Regions from separate parts of the Danio rerio genome. Here region 2 is linked to region 1. Evidence: chromatin contacts called from public Micro-C data. All regions are on one chromosome and are shown on one strand. Each heading gives the region's core, a stretch centred on a gene start, on an enhancer-like site or on the middle of the called end of the contact. The rest is flanking DNA. Distances are from core to core; before and after follow the strand shown. Region 1 holds the start of sh2b1 (SH2B adaptor protein 1). Region 2 holds the start of atxn2l (ataxin 2-like).

Evidence for each region. Hi-C and Micro-C count contacts between places; a contact is called where the count stands out from the background.
Region 2: a contact with region 1 is called in a Micro-C map of caudal fin, with 2.0 times the contacts expected there. The contact joins the promoter of atxn2l here to the promoter of sh2b1 in region 1. A contact is called at or near these places in 2 of 18 Hi-C or Micro-C datasets (caudal fin and hematopoietic stem cells).

The regions. Positions count from the first base shown.
Region 1 is chr3:14,015,923-14,021,310 of GRCz12tu, reverse strand. It overlaps sh2b1 (SH2B adaptor protein 1), which reads right to left and starts at 4,034. Exons shown (of 8, transcript NM_001110455.1): 1 at 2,219-4,034. The coding sequence starts at 3,862. The region is part of intron 1 of LOC137490042 (a long non-coding RNA gene); the gene reads left to right.
Region 2 is chr3:14,049,066-14,054,107 of GRCz12tu, reverse strand. atxn2l (ataxin 2-like) reads right to left here and starts at 3,151. Exons shown (of 24, transcript NM_212684.2): 1 at 2,940-3,151; 2 at 2,605-2,702; 3 at 1,531-1,570; 4 at 1,394-1,450; 5 at 155-226. The coding sequence starts at 2,960. The region is part of intron 1 of LOC137490042 (a long non-coding RNA gene); the gene reads left to right. It also overlaps a transcript of sh2b1 not described here.

The DNA of each region.
Region 1 (5,388 bases), core at 2,785-5,284:
TGCCAACAGCTACTCTCACTGTCAATGTTTACTCTGTTGTTTGTCCTGGTGACATTGAGTCAATCCGCGAATCACAGCACATTATGTTAGCTGACCAATCAGAGTCTCTTAAGGGCGGACCTTTCAGGAACTAGGAAATCTGACAGTCATTCTCATGTTAGCAGAGAAGCTATATATAATCAAAGCAAGATATATGAAAAAAAAAAAGTATTTCTACAAGTGCAGCGTGAGCACACGTTGCTTGGCATCTTATAAACACAACCAAGCCTTTAAAAAAATACACTGTGGACCACCCCTTTAAGCAATATTTTTGATTGTCGACAGAACAAACCTTCATTATACAATGATTTGTCTAATTACCCAAACTTGCCAAAATAACCTTATTAACATAGTGAAGCCTTTAAATTGCACTTAAAGCTAAAAACTATATCTAGAAATGATAAATAAATATCTAGTAATATATTATGTACTCTCACCATGGCAAAGATAAAAGAAATCAGTTATTAAAACAGTTATTAAAACTATTGTTTAGAAATGTGTTGAAAAAAATCTTTCTATTTTGCAGAAATTGAAAAACAAATTAATTATAATAACTCAGGTAAATAATTTTGACTTCGACTGTATGTAAAACTTAACTAGTTAAGCTCTGGGGCTATTTGGGGTAATTCCGCCTGAATTTGGCCTTCCGAATTAAAAAGCTTCCCATACCCACATGCAGTGGTGTAAATACAAAGGTTTGGTATCATTTGAAAGGAAACCCTTTGAAATTTCATACAATAGAGTTGAAATTGAAAACAATTGTTGTATATATTGTCTGTGTTATAATAAACACACAAAAAAGGCGCTTTTTTTATAAATTGAAGTTTGGAAATGTGGAAATCAGTATTGGAGAGTTGCAGCACCCTGGAAACAGTTTTATTTCTTTCCAGCAGGTGTCAGCAAACACCTTTTTTCTTTATAATAATTTATATGAGAATAATTCTATTCCAACTGCAAGGAGGAAAAATGCCATTTATTTTTATTTCCGCCTAACTATTTTTGAAGTCTCCCCATACCATCATACATTATAATAAATGCAATATCTCATTGTCATTTAACAGAAAACCCTTTGAAATTACAAAAAGAACTGCTGAAAGTGATAAATATCATTATGTATGTTGTCTGTCCTATGATGAACCACCTCAACACAAACCGCTTTTAGTTTTTTTTGTCCTAAAGCCTGATTTAGAAAGTGTATAACTCTGTAAGCTCCATCAAACTGCAGATTGCTTTGATTGTTACCAGCATTTGTCAGGAGACACTAGAAAAAAGAATTTTGTTTTTATCATGTAGTATGCATTAATTATGTCAGTTCAACCGAAGGGTAGGAAATCACAACGTTTTTGCTTCTGATCTGTGACTTTTACACATTCTGTTTTGCAAACCTCTCTTCCTGTTTGTCATGCGATATCTCAGTCACTGATTGGCTGATCAAGGTTCGCGATACATCAGCGTAAAGATGATAATCTCACCTTTCCAGTGATATGTAATCCATCAAGCTACCATATTTTCCCGAATTTTGGAATATCATGACCCTATTTTGTTGCGTTTCGCACTTACAAGACACAGCAGGGGTTTACTGATGCACACTTCCTCAGAAAACACTGAAAATGGACTCATTTTGCAGAGGACAACCTAAGGTAAAAGATGATGTAGCTTGTTTGGCTATCTGTGCTAGCTCCGGCAGCTCACGGAGTAAATGATCAATAATTTCCCTTGTATGTTTACAAAAAACGAGTTCATACTTTATGATTCATTCGAAGACTGTTGGATATGTGATTGTAAATCAATAAAAATAACAATGGATCCTTATTATTGGGAATGGGAGCTTTAATTTGATGTATTACTTGCCATTGTGTGTCTAATATTAGCGATGTGAAAAATATGCATACTGAACAAAGTACATAATCGGGAGGGTTGAGATACTATACATCGAGTCTAAATTAAGTGTTAATAACTTTGTTACAGTACAACAAATATCAAAGTGATGTATATCAGTTGAAAATACACATTCTAAGCTTTCACTCAGTAGGCCATATGGTTTTATTGATGCAGATAGACCTCTTAAATCTATTGTTATTCTCCCGATGATGTAATTTTGCCCCTTGTACCGGGCACGCAGAGTTTAAGTGGTTAAATGTATATATTTTACATGTAGAGGCCAAAAAGTTTCACCAACCTTCGGCGGGATGTAAAACTCCAGGAAATATTCCAACCCTCCATCCCCTCCATCCTTATCTCGTTCTTTCAGAACTAGACGGCACTTGTGCCAACGCGTACCCCGTCCACCCACAGCGCCACCTATGGCTGTGGGATGTCCAGACACAGAGCTGTCTGCGCCGTGATGCAGCAGTCCAAAGGAAAAGCCTGGGAACCCGTGAGTGCTGGCGAACTCATCCGAAGATGAGCACACGGTCACTCCTCCCTCCCGCACCAGCCTGCCCATCTTCCTGGAGGCGTTGATGCTGCTTGGTGGGAGCGATGAAGGGGATAAAACCGAAGATGGAGGAGCTGCGCTGGACAGATTTGGCGGAGGAGAGCGAGACAGTCGTAGTTTTTCCAACCGGTGACTCCATTTCTCCTTCTCGCCATCTCCGTTGCTCCTTCGCCAGTCGCGGGCCTCAGAGAGCGAAAGAGAAGTGGCGCTGCTGGAGGATGAAGGGGGCAGTGAAGAGGACGAGGAGTGAGGAAGGGAAAGGGGAAGAGAGAGAGACACCGGGAGAGAAGAGGGAACCCCTTGCGAGCCGGAGTTCCTCTTGCCATCCTGCAGGCCAGTAGTGTAGCTGTAGCTGGAGGGAAGAGGGCTGGAGTTGCTGCAGTTCTGCGGGGAGTCGCTGGAGGAGCTGCGCCAATGCAAGATGCCCCTCACACTACCCCTGACACTCCGTCCCACACTGCGCAAAGAGAAACGCTTCTTTAACTTGTTCTTGGAGTGACCTCCAATAGGCGTCCCGTTGCCTTTCGAGTTTGCTGGTGCACTGGAGGGATTGAGGGTGAGGTCGGCTCTTTCTAAATCCTCGCCCTCATTGTCCCTACCTATGATGTCGGTCTCTACCTCCTCCAGAGTTACAGGTCCTGCCCAGCTATCTTCCTCTTCCTCTAGGTCTTTATATCCTGAAGGATTGTGTTTGAGGGCCATTCCCCTCTCCTCTCTGCGCCCGTTATTTCCACCCATAGAGGACGAGCAAGACGACGAGGAGGACGGTGGGAGAATCTGCGCGTGAGCGTACGAGTCCTGAAAGCCTCCAGAGTTCTGGAATCGTTCTGTACCACGGCTTTCCTGGGTCAGGATAGGTTTGGGAGTGGCCCGTGTGTGAATAGGTGGGCATGAGGCTGCTGCGGATTCCGCCGTTAGCAAAGACGGAGATGCTGCATCCTCCTCTAACGAGGTAACATCCGATTGGGCGACCCAATTCACCGTACCTTCCCTACTGATACCAGTTACTTCAAGCTCGCTCTCAAAATGCCGAACAAATCTGTCTGTAAAGCGACGGCAAAAAAGAGCTGCCGAATCAGGGGAGTAATTTGGGTTCTCCTGAAGGAAGGCCCGGAAATGTCGAGCAAAATCCCCGGCGGCTACCCGGGCATGGAGCTCACAGAACTCGGTCCAGCTGAGGCAGGGAGATGGCGATGGTGTGGGTGTGTCGGATAACGAAGACAAGGGTTGACCTACAGGAGTCGGAGGAGGCAAAGGCGGAGGTCTGGTGGACAAGGGCAACAGCGATGGAGACGGAGGAGAGGGCGATGGAGAAGGGGATGGCGGAAGGGGAGATGAATTAGCCGCAGCCCGTGGACTCGGTGGAGTTAATAAGGAGCCGTTCATGACTGACTAATCAATCTCAGACCAACCGATCATCAAAGACGTCAGGATGGCTGCGATTAGGTGTGTATGGGGGGCACGCAATCTGTTCATCAGGCTACGGTTTTATGATAGACTCCAATTCTGAAAACCTGACCAAAAATATGTGGCCTGATAAAAATGGCCAGGAATCGTCTTCCCCCATTTAAAGAAAAAGACTTGGCTCTGTATTCGTCTAAAGTACTTCACATTCTATACACAATAATGTGTGTATGTAGGAGCAAAACTAAAAGATGTCAGGAGCAGCAGGCTAAGCTGATGATGGTAGTTTTCAGGTGGTCTCTGGTTTACGGTTCGGAGAGGATCCTACGCTTGGGATTTGTGACCTAAAAAAGAAGTAAAGAGAAATTTTTAGATATGGATTTTAAAAACTGATATAACATTGCCATCATTTTTATCTAAAAATAATAACTATACCATCTAAATGAAACAAACTATTTCAAAGCAAATATTTTTATTTTCTTAAACACAATATCATAGCTAGGTCACCCATTTTTTTATTCTGACATTTTACTCATTCTAATGATGTTACAAATCTTTTTGAGGAGATAGATGACAACTTTCCTAGTGTGAAAAAAAGACGCAATGAATGTGGATATAGACACAGGCTTTTTGCCGTTTGTGCTCCACAATACAACATAAAAATTAAGGATGTCCAGATACGATCACGTGATAGGAAATTGGGCCTGATCACACAAGTTCAGACTCTGATCAGAATCAGACACAACCTCCCGACCAGGACTGGAATATATATATATATATATATATATATATATATATATATATAATTATTTTTTAACACATCACTTTGTTGCAAAGAGGCTATTGGTTAAATGACAAATGAATGGTCAAATGACGGCAAAGAACACAAAAGCAGCATGAAGCGGAAAGAGTGAGTATGTCTGCGATCTGGAGGTATTATAAAGTTGATGATGACAACATTGCCATAGCAAACTGTGACGTATGTAAACTTGGGATTGCCTGTCGGGTATTTTAAGTTGAGGTGCTATTTGTTTTTATATTAGATTTTTAAATTATAATTACTGTTGCACTGAAGTCCAAAAGTGAAGATTTAATACTATTTATTACCTAATTGTTCAAGCTATTTCACAGAAGTGCTCTGTTTGTTAACAGAGTTGTTGAATGTTAAAATAAGGTGAATTAAATAAAACATAAGAAATATCCTGGATCTGTTTTTTCGCTCTTCTTTTCTCTTTTTGTATGTATTATTGAAGTATCTGCTCGGGTATCGGTAGATACTCAAAATCAAATGACAGACTTGAGGACAAAAAAAACCTGATCAGGACATCTCTAAAAAAAATCATGTAGGGTTGCAAACATCATGAAAGCGAGAAATATATATTTTTTTCTCTAAACAACTATATTTTCATTTCCAATGCATATTTAAAATTAAAAATAACATACATGCTGTTAAATGTGACGTTTTGCCTGCATTTTGTTTTTTTTACATGTAACAAAAGTTTCCTATA
Region 2 (5,042 bases), core at 1,902-4,401, 34 kb before region 1:
TCAGGTGTGCATTTTATTGGTCAAATCTGTCAGGCCACAAAAACATTTCAGCCAAAGGTAAAATTTATAAAAATCTTGCTCATGATGTATTTTGCACTTGAGATTGCATTTGCAATACAGGTTGATGTTTCCAAATTTGATAGGACAGACTTACACGTGAGCTTAACGTCTTAAAGATTCCCTCATACAAGCTGCCGTTCTTCACCATAACATCGCATCTGGAGCCCTGAGGGGAAAAAAATCATACATATGAGCATTTGCACATTTTTGCATCAAGTTAAAACATTCCAAAGCACACACAAAAACAAGATTGCACTGAATAAAAACACTGAATGTGGGTTTCCTACTCTTACAAATTCTGCCCAACAAGTTTGATGGCAAGTTTGACATCTATTTTATGAAGAATAGGGGCCTTAAAGTAAAAGTAATAATAAAAATTTTAAAAAAGTTGACAACTTTTGACAACTTGCCTGACAAATGTGTTATTGCCTATCCAAGTTTTAGAAAAAACAAATAATAATAACTTGACCTCTCGATCATTTGGAATCAGAAGTGGCTTATATGAAGGCAAAGGCCTCTAGATTACGCTTATTTTACCCAAATAAAATATGATCATGCCTTGATTTTTAATTATTTAATTAGGACAGTACAGTCTGACTTTGCTTAGACAAATGTCTTGTCACTCGACTTGAATAATGTACAGTATAGAATAGTTATGTTTCAGTGGAAAAGGATTGCATTGGAGGACTGCATCCATACATCTCTGCAATGACTCAAATCATTTATTAAATGTCATCTGGAATGGCAAAGAAAGTGTTCTTGCAGGACTCCCAGAGTTCATCAAGATATTTTGGATTCATCTTCAGTGCCTCCTCCTTCATTTGACCCTAGACATGCTCAATAATGTTCATATCTTGTCACTGGGCAGGCCAAACTCAGGAGCACCTTGACCTTCTTTGCTTTCAGGAACTTTGATGTGGAGGCTAAAGTATGAGAATAAGCGCTATGCTGCTGAAGAATTTGCCCTCTCCTGTGGTTTGTAATGTAATGGGCAGCACAAAAGTCTTGATACCTCAAGCTGTTGATGTTGCCATCCACTCTGCAGATCTCTCGCACACCCCCATACTGAATGTAACCCCAAACCATGATTTTTTTTTGTTCACCAAACTGCCCATGCAGGTTCCAATATGTATTCTGCAGTGCCTGTGATGATTGGGATGCAGTTCAACAGATAATTCATTGGAAAAATCTACCTTCTGCCACTTTTCCAAATGATCAACAAGAAGTCAAGTTATTACTCGACGCTCGTACAACTGAGATAGACGACAAGACTTTTGTCAAGTAGTGTGTTGTCTATCAAATATATAATTTATATTTTTATACAAAAACTCACCACGACGGCTGTGAGAAAATGGAGCATCCGGGAGTTGTTGTACACACCTTCAAACACCTACAAATATAACAAGTTATTTTAGTGGTCGAAATATTTAAATATTTGAAAATGCAAGATACACAAAGGAAATTACGTACAGGTGGTGACTGTGAAGGAGTCTTCACGGAGTTTCTGTTTCTAAAAGGGAAAAAAAGTCAAACCAATACCACAACATTAACATATTAATCTTTAAAACATACATATGTGTATTGTAACAAATCAATGATTTCAATGGTTACTAAAACATGGAAACTATCAGAAAAAAACAATCAGAAATGTAGACATTAAACACTAATTTTACTTATAAACTAATAAATGTTTACGAAATCCCCCAAATGTGTCGTATATTGAGAGAGACGTGAAACACAGACCGGTGTTGCAGGTATTGCTCCTCTGTTACATGTATGAACAACAATTACAACACCGCTGAGCGAGTCGAAAACAAAAGGACAACCACACACGAGTAACAAAATGACGGTCGGGTTGAACCCCGTTGCGTATCAGGACAAAATATGATGTATTAATGCAAATGTGTAAACAATAGCAGTCAAGCGCGTGTTTTATTTACGTCAGACCGCAAAGCGGGTTAGCAACACAAGCAAACGCCGTGCCGCAGACAGGACAAGACAAACAGCTTGACATTAACATGCGCAAATGTACACATTCCGTGCCCGTCGCTACAATAAACCAAACCGCTAATTACAAACGAGTGTTTCTACTTTTTTGTCACATGCATCCCGGCTCCTCTTGGAAGGCGTCTGTCTAAAATGGCTCAAGTTGAAAGTCGAACACAATACTGAATCATATGGGATCGAAAACAACAACAAAACACTGCTGATCCCTTCCCACGACCCGCCTTCGATACCACTTATAGGCTACAAAACATGCCAATCTGTTATAACCTAAATCCTATTGGTTGAAAACACTCTCGCTGGGTGGGCATGAATTGTCGACGACAATTCTCTCCATCATTGGCCTGCAAATCTGCCAATCAAACTCTCTGCACGGCGATTGGCTGTTGCTCACGCCAATTAAACGAGCCTCGAAATTATTGGCGCTCGTGGAAATAGATTAGGAATGCGCTAGGAACACGCCCACTTTGACCGGTAGGCCTCGTGTTAAAATGACAAGCCGCGGACTTTCTGCGCGGGCCAGCCCGACATGTGCTTTACCTCCCCGGGTTGGGTCTGTTAGAGTTGCTCCCCGGAACGGATGAAGCCATTGACCCTGAAGTTCCATTGGATGTTTTGCGGCCACCGGGTCCAGGTTGCTGTTAGAAAGCACAACCATTCTCAAATGCTGACATAAAACAAGTATTAAACACATTCACGTATATTAAAAAGTCCAGCCGAGCAGCGATGGCTAGGTGGTTTACTAGCATGTTACCGTAATGCGAAAGTGGAAGCTAAAGGGAGGGCGACAACATTTGAAGCATACACGCTTTCATATTTTCAACTGATACGATTTATGTTCAAAAATGACTGCAATTTGTAGATGTGCTACTCACGTTCTGTCGGCGAAAAGACATAACTAGCCGCTAACTGAGTTGCCCGCTAAATTCCCCTTGTTGCCTATGACAAGCTAGTATGTGGACTAGCCTGCCTGCGGTGTTATTTTTGTAGTTTTTCCGCGGCGATTTCAGGTCCGCACGAGCGCGATCTCCGTTAAAGCGCGAAGTCCAGTTCGGTCCGATATTCCGTCGCGAACGCAACACGAAAAGGCAACAAGCCTTATTTTTTCTATTAAATATTACCGGCACCACGTCTCGCGAATTAGCCAGCGATGAACGCGATGGCTGTTTTTTCAAAAACCTTCGACTGTCATTGGACGACACTGTCATACGTCGCGTGATGACGCAATAGCGTACAAGGCCCGTATCACGTCGGCAGCCACACGTACAACATGCTTTGCGAAAAGAATCGTGCTTACGTAAAGATCGATCTATCTATCTATCTATCTATCTATCTATCTATCTATCTATCTATCTATCTATCTATCTATCTATCTATCTATCTATCTATCTATCTATCTATCTATCTATCTATCACGTGTCAGTCCTTCTAAAGAACAATCCATCTACGTTATAAATTATATCTATTCATTGATATATCTATGCTTTTGTAAATAAAGTTTTCTCTATCCATGCTTACCTAAATAAAATTATATTCATCCATGTTCACGTTAATAAAACTATTCATCTAAAGAACATTCCATCTATGATTAAACTATCCGTCTATATATCTGATTTATTAAATAAAATTCTATCATCCATCCATCCATCTATATTCATTGATATGTCTATGCTTACATAAATAAAATTCTATCATAGAAACTATCTATCTATCTATCTATCTATCTATCTATCTATCTATCTATCTATCCATCCATCCATCCATCCATCCATCTATGCTTACATAAACTATCCATCTATGATTTTGTTAATAAAATCATCCATCTATCCCTCCATCTATAGAACTTTTCATCTATGCTTACATTCATTGATATATCTATGCTTACATAAAATTCTATCTATCTATCTATCTATCTATCTATCTATCTATCTATCTATCTATCTATCTATCTATCTATCTATCTATCTATCTACAAATAAAATTCTATCAATCTACTATAAAACATTCTAACAAATGTTTACATAAACTATATTCGAAATATCAATGTTTACGTTGAAAAAATCTCTCTCTGTTTCTCTCTCTCCCACTATCTATCTAAACATTCCATCCATCTTTCTATGCTTATGAAAATAAAATTATATCCATCCATCCATCCAGTCATAATTAAACACAACTCAAGACATATTGTTTCAGTATAATTATATTATATCATATTATTATCATCATCATCATCGTCATCATCATTAAATTCAATGTAGTACCTGAAACTCTAATTACACAGAGTGGGCAAGAGTGTCCACCTTAACACACGGTCCCAGCACAGACAGACAGAGAGAGAGAGAGAGAGAGAGAGAGAAGAGAAGAGAAGAGAAAAGAGAGAGAAGGCACAATAAGAGGTTTAAATAAAAGGTAAAAGTGTGGAGAACAACTGATAGCGAATGACCTGTAGGGGATCAATAAAGCATGAGAGGACAGATCGAGGCACGAAATCAAAGAATGACTGGCACAAAAACAAGAGGGAATGACGGAGAACAACACGAAAAGGCACAAGAAGAAAGGGGCTGTTTTTTTTATCCTTTTTTCCTGAAATCTGTTGGACACCGAAAGCAAAGGAGACAGCAGTGAGATCAGAAGAGAGATATAAAAAGGCACAAAATATTAAGAAACAGATCTTGGAAAAGAAAAAAAAAAAGTGTTTGTGTTCGTATAGTAAACAAAAATAAAGGCATATTTAAACAAACGAAAAAATAAAATAATACTATTATTCTGACAATTATTAAATTCATTAAAAGCATCATCAACAGTTATTATTGTCATATTCATACTCAGTAATTTCGCTTTTAAATGAAGGACGTTCTCCCTCCTCTGGACTGCAGCTTTGAAATAAACGCACCAATAAAAGCAAAGATCGTAAAGCTAAAAGGAAAGATAAAATGTAGACAGAGAGAGAAAGAGAGAGAGAGAGAGCAGAGGAGCTG